2 separate regions of the Sus scrofa genome follow, and region 2 is linked to region 1. Evidence: chromatin contacts called from public HiChIP or PLAC-seq data. All regions are on one chromosome and are shown on one strand. Each heading gives the region's core, a stretch centred on a gene start, on an enhancer-like site or on the middle of the called end of the contact. The rest is flanking DNA. Distances are from core to core; before and after follow the strand shown. Region 1 holds the start of ICAM1 (intercellular adhesion molecule 1). Region 2 holds the start of TYK2 (tyrosine kinase 2).

What was found. HiChIP or PLAC-seq counts read pairs in DNA pulled down with a chosen protein or histone mark.
Region 2: a contact with region 1 is called in an H3K27ac HiChIP or PLAC-seq map of alveolar macrophages. The contact joins the promoter of TYK2 here to the promoter of ICAM1 in region 1. A contact is called at or near these places in 2 of 5 promoter capture datasets (fetal skeletal muscle and liver), 17 of 47 Hi-C or Micro-C datasets (adipose tissue, alveolar macrophages, blood and 10 more) and 2 of 2 datasets of contacts at active chromatin or transcription factors (alveolar macrophages and skeletal muscle).

Annotation. Positions count from the first base shown.
Region 1 is chr2:69,095,809-69,098,428 of Sscrofa11.1, forward strand. It overlaps ICAM1 (intercellular adhesion molecule 1), which reads left to right and starts at 1,328. Exons shown (of 7, transcript NM_213816.1): 1 at 1,328-1,435. The coding sequence starts at 1,357.
Region 2 is chr2:69,182,101-69,184,720 of Sscrofa11.1, forward strand. It overlaps TYK2 (tyrosine kinase 2), which reads right to left and starts at 1,306. Exons shown (of 25, transcript NM_001114670.1): 1 at 1,196-1,306.

The DNA of each region.
Region 1 (2,620 bases), core at 78-2,577:
CGCAGCCCCTTCCCTTGGAGGAAGGGTTCTAGCGTCCCTGAGGGCCCCCCTCCCTTCCCTTTCTGCAGCTCGACCTCTTTGGCCCCAGTAGGTCTCCATGGCGACGCGACGCTCCCCCCACAACAGGAAGACTTAGGCGGCGGAGCTCCGCGCTTGGAGACTCTAGGGTCCACAGCCTTGACGAGCTGCATGCTGAATCTTGGGGTCCCACGCGCAGGCGTGGCCCTGGGGATAGTGTGGGGTGACCTTGGGGTTAGGGTGGGGCGGCATGGGGGCGACCTATAGACGCGGCGCGGGGCCTCATCATTTCCCTGAAATGCCCTAATGGAACAAGCCCGGACAAACACTCGCACAGTGCTGGGGGCCGGGGTTCGAGTTTCGGGAGCTGCGCGCAGAGGACTCCCTCTCCCCGCCCCACTCTGGGACCTAGCGGCTGCCTCAGTTTCCCTGCAGAAGGCAATGGTTCGAGCGCCCCCTCTCCCCTCTCGCAGTCAATGTCTGCGGCATCAGTTTCTCCACGGAGCCTGGGAACTGCAGCGGAGGGGTTCCACGCGTCAAGACCACGAGGCTTCCTTCCTTTTTCTGAAAACTAAAGACGTTCACGCGGCGGAGGCCAAAAGGGGAAGCGAGGCCCGGCGGGGTGGGAGCGCCCATCCGTGGGGGATGCAGACGTGATGAGGCTTGCGTCCTCACCCCCAGGGTTCACTGGCGCCTGGAGGTGCCCGTGCCTGCAGCGCTTCCCAGGAAATCTCGGTGTCAGCTGGGAGGGGAACATGCCTCTTGGGGGAGGGGCACCCTTGGACGAGAAACGCTTGGGGGAAGATTCCTGGGCCCCCACCGAAGCGAGGGAGCCTCTACTCGGTTAAAGAGGCCTGAACGCGCAGGGGAGTCAGACGAGTTCGAAGGCCCTCGCAGCTCGGATCCTCTGTTTACCCCTCTACGGAATGGACGCAGTAACCGTCCCTACTGTCCAGAGTGGTTGGTAGCATTCAGTAAAGCGCTAAACGCAGTGTAAACTTACAATCAAGGTTAGCCCAGCCAGGGCCCCGGGCCCCGAGCGCCGGGAGCAACCCCCGAGTTGCAGCCGGGTCGCTTCCGCCAGGCAGCCCTCTTTACTTCAGTTGGGAAATTCCGGTGCTTGAGCGGCCAGCGAGGCGGGTGGACAATCTGGCACGGCCCCCGGCACCCCCTCAGCGGAAATGCCGGAGCCCTCGTTCGGGAGGGGAAAGCTCAAGGTTTCCGGGAAGGGAGCACCGCCCCTCGGCCCCCCGTGGCGGGCCACTATAAAAGGACCCTCGGCGCCACAGTGCGCGCCACACGCCTCTGAGCCACTTAGTCCGCCCCGCCGCCTCCGCGATGGCTCCCGGCGCCACCCATCCTGGCCAGCTTGCGCTCCTGGCCCTGCTCCTGCCCCTGCTTGGGGCTCTGCTCCCAGGTGAGTCGGGCGTGGGGGCTGCCGTCTGTCGGGCGGGCTCTCCGGGATACGAGCTAAGCCCCTGGGAGCGGTGCGAGGACCTTGTCCCCAGGTAGGAGGCTTGGGGATAAGGCCACTCATACTTTGGGGAGCTGTCTATGGGAAACTGGGGCTAGAGCCACCGATTGAAAATCAACAGCCCTGGGTGCGAATCTAGACCCTCCATTATGGCACGATCTGTGGCTTCGGGACTCTGGACTGCCCCTCCCAGAGGAGCCTCAGTTTTTCAGCCATAAAATGGAGAAGTTAATAGCGGCCACCTGGAAGGGGTGTGCCCTGGCCCCAGGAGGTGGTCAGAGCTTGGAGAGATGTAGCCCCTCGCCAAGCTTACCTGGACTGGGGACTTCCCCCCCCTCCCCGCCACAACACACCCTTGTACATTCTGTTCCTCACCCTCTGCCCCTGGGGGAAGTCCAGGACTCTCAGCTCAGGGGAATTCCAAGGCTGACTTGCCCGGGGAGCAGAGGCTGAGCAGTGGGATGCCCCGGCGGCTGCGCCTGGGGTCGGGGGAGTGGGGGTGGAGAAGGGGGGGAGGGTGGCAGGAGAATGAAAGATGGACATTGTGATTGCCAGCTCAACAAAGTGTTCTGATCCCTATTTCCGTCTGGGTTCTCCCGCATTCTCACCTGAGTAAGCGCCCTTTTTCAGGCCTCACCATTGCCGTCTGTGAAATGGGAATGATCCCAGAATTATCCACACATCTCCGCACCAATGGAGGAGACCCAAAGCTGAAGGAAGAGATCTAGGGGAGGGGCTCAGACAGACATTATTTTCCGCTTTGGAGGCACCCCAGTCTGAGGAAGCTTATCCCAACAACCCCCCTCCCTCTTACCTGCAGTCACTTGTTACCTGCACTGCGCTGGGTGTGACTTGCATTAGCAGGAGGCGGGGTGACTATAGTCACCCAACTTACAGATGGAGAAATTGAGGCCCAGAGAGGGGAAACCACTTGTCCAAGGGAATGAGGAGCCAGCCTGATTGGATGTCCTTTATCCCTGGAGGACTGACTCCCTCCACCTGACCTCTTGGAAGGGAAAAGAATGCTGAATTCATGCCCTTCTTTTGCCAAAATCCTCCATGGCTCTTCATTGCTCACAGAATGAAGACTATCCTTAACACCTCTTACCCTATTTGCATGATCTGCCT
Region 2 (2,620 bases), core at 56-2,555, 86 kb after region 1:
AGTGGGTTAACGATCCGGCGTTGCCGTGAGCTGTGGTGTAGGTTGCAGACGCGGCTCGGATCCCGCGTTGCTGTGGCTCTGGTGTAGGCCAGGGGCTACAGCTCCGATTCAACTCCTAGCCTGGGAACCTCCATATGCCGCGGGAGCGGCCCAAGAAATAGCAACAACAACAACAACAACAAAAGACAAAAAAGACAAAAAAAAAAAAAAAAAGAACCCAACCAGTGTCCATGAGGACTCAAGTTTGATCCCCGGCCTCGCTCAGTGGGTTAAGCATCCCGAGTTGTGGCAAGCTGTGGCAGTGGGTCACAGATGAGGCTGGCATTGCTGTAGCCGTGGCAGAGAGTGGCAGGTATAGCTCTGATTCAACCCTTAGCCTGAGTACTTCCATATGCCGTGGGTGTGGACCTAAAAAAAACCCAAAAAAACAAAAGCAACAACAAAAAACTGACATTGTAAATGAATCTGTGCCTTTTCAACACTGTTCTGCCTGTTTCAGTTTAGTACCTTGACATAGACATGAAAAAATAACATATAAAAACAAGAATGAAGTAATTATTGGTTTGATCATCATAATCCTTCTGCCTCTTTCAAGCCACGATTACTGCCTCCTACATCCATCCCCAGGAGCGACATGCAGGCCCTGCTGGCTCCCTGAGTGGAGGAGGGGCTGTGCTCAGCTCTCTTCCCAGCAGTCTGGAACTTTTTGAGAGCTAGGCCCAGGGCCAAGGCCCCCTGAGGTCTCCAGTATTTCCCAGAGGGGCTGTCAGCAATTCCACCGATATTACTGATTTAAGCAGTGATGGGGAAAAAAAGAATATTGTAATAGCACAATGTCGGATTGTCAGGAATCCTTTCTGAGCCTGTTTCCTCATTTGGAAAGTGGGCATATAACAGTCTCTCCCTCAAAGGGTTGTTGGGAGGATTCAACGAGGTGAGGCAGGGAAAGAGCTCGGCACAAGGCCTGGAATGCAATACACGATCGACAAATGTTCTATATTATTATCTTATTAACGTTCGAAATAAGATCCTGGAGATAGGGCTTTGGGGGTGACCATCTCCTCCTTCCTCGTTACCATTGGGCCCAGACCCAGCTTTGAAGATGGGATCTGGGTGAGACCCGCAACCCCCCACCCCGCAACATTGAAACCTCCAAACCCCGATGGTAGGGGCAGAAATCGCGACGTGCACCCACCGGGTAAAGACCAGTCTTAAGGCAGTGTGGGCGCTTCTACCCACCTCCTGCCCAGGGTAGTCAGTCTCCGATCTCCCGCCGGCCACGCCATTCCTGAAGATCTCCTGGGCGCGCCCCCACGTGCCCCGATCTAGACTCACCCTTTAGCGGGAACTCTGGCTCGAACCCGGGACCCCGCCCCACAGCCCCGGGCCGCCGCCGCTAGATCGCAGCTGGGACACCTCCTCCTATTGGCTGCCTGAAACAGGCACACTCATTGGCCGCCGTTCTGCTCCGCCCTTTCTCTGCAAGGGCGGCGCTCCTATTGGTCCCGGCTTCACTTTTCGCTCCGCCTCGGGAGGAGGAATGAGGTCTTACGGAGTCTCAGCGACTTGTTAACCACCTGCTGGTGGACCCAAGTCAGGCTTCCGCACCCGAATCTGGTGCAAGCCTAGGTCCTCACTTCGGCGATTACGGCTGCAGCGGGCCGCCATTCAGTCCTACAACCCCCTTGCCAGATGGCCCTACATTCCATCCAGCCTCTTCCCTATCTGCCAGGCCAGCCTTGCTTTGAGGGTGAGAACGTCTTCCTCCACAGGAGGAATTTCCGGCCACCTGCTCACATCCCTTTTCTGATCGCCTGTAGCTCCGTCCTTTGAAGCCTCTTTGCTCTCTAGGTAGCAGCTTGGACATCCCACTTGATCCCTACATAGCACGTCCCTGCCATTTACGGAGAAGGTTATGCGCTGAGCTTTTTACACACTTTATCTCATCTGTAGTCCTCTGAGGGCTCTCTCTCTCTTTTAAATTATCTATTTTATTTTATTTAAAAAAAATTTTTTTTGGTCGTGCCTGCAGCATGTGGAAGTTCCCCAGGCCGGGGAGCAAACCCACACCACAGCGGTGACCTGAGCCTCCGCAGTGACAATGAAGGATCTTTAACCCACGGAGCCGCAAAGAAACTGAGGCACAGTGAAGTGAGGAAGAATTTCTCCCTGACCAAACTTTAGCTCTCTGAGCCTTTTCCTGGCTACCCCTCAACCTAGCCCCAGTCCTACCTTTGGGCTGCACAGTCCAGTCTGAGCAAAGAATCCTTGTAGATCATCCCCCAATCCTTGATATCTGATCAAGTTTCTTCCCACCATTGATGTATAAATCCTTGGCCTATCTATTTTTTTTAATTTTTATTGTACTTGATTTATAATGTTCTGTCAATTTCTGCTGTAAAGTGACCCAGCTATACATACATACATTCTTTTTCTCATATTATCTTCCATCATGTTCCATCACAAGTGATTGGATGTAGTTCCCTGTGCTATACAGCAGGAGTCTTTTTTTTTTCCCTAAATGGTGGAACCCAAGGCATATGGAAGTTCCCAGATCAGGGACTGAACCAAGCCACAGAGCCACAGTTGTGACCTGAAGCACCAGATCCCTCAACACACA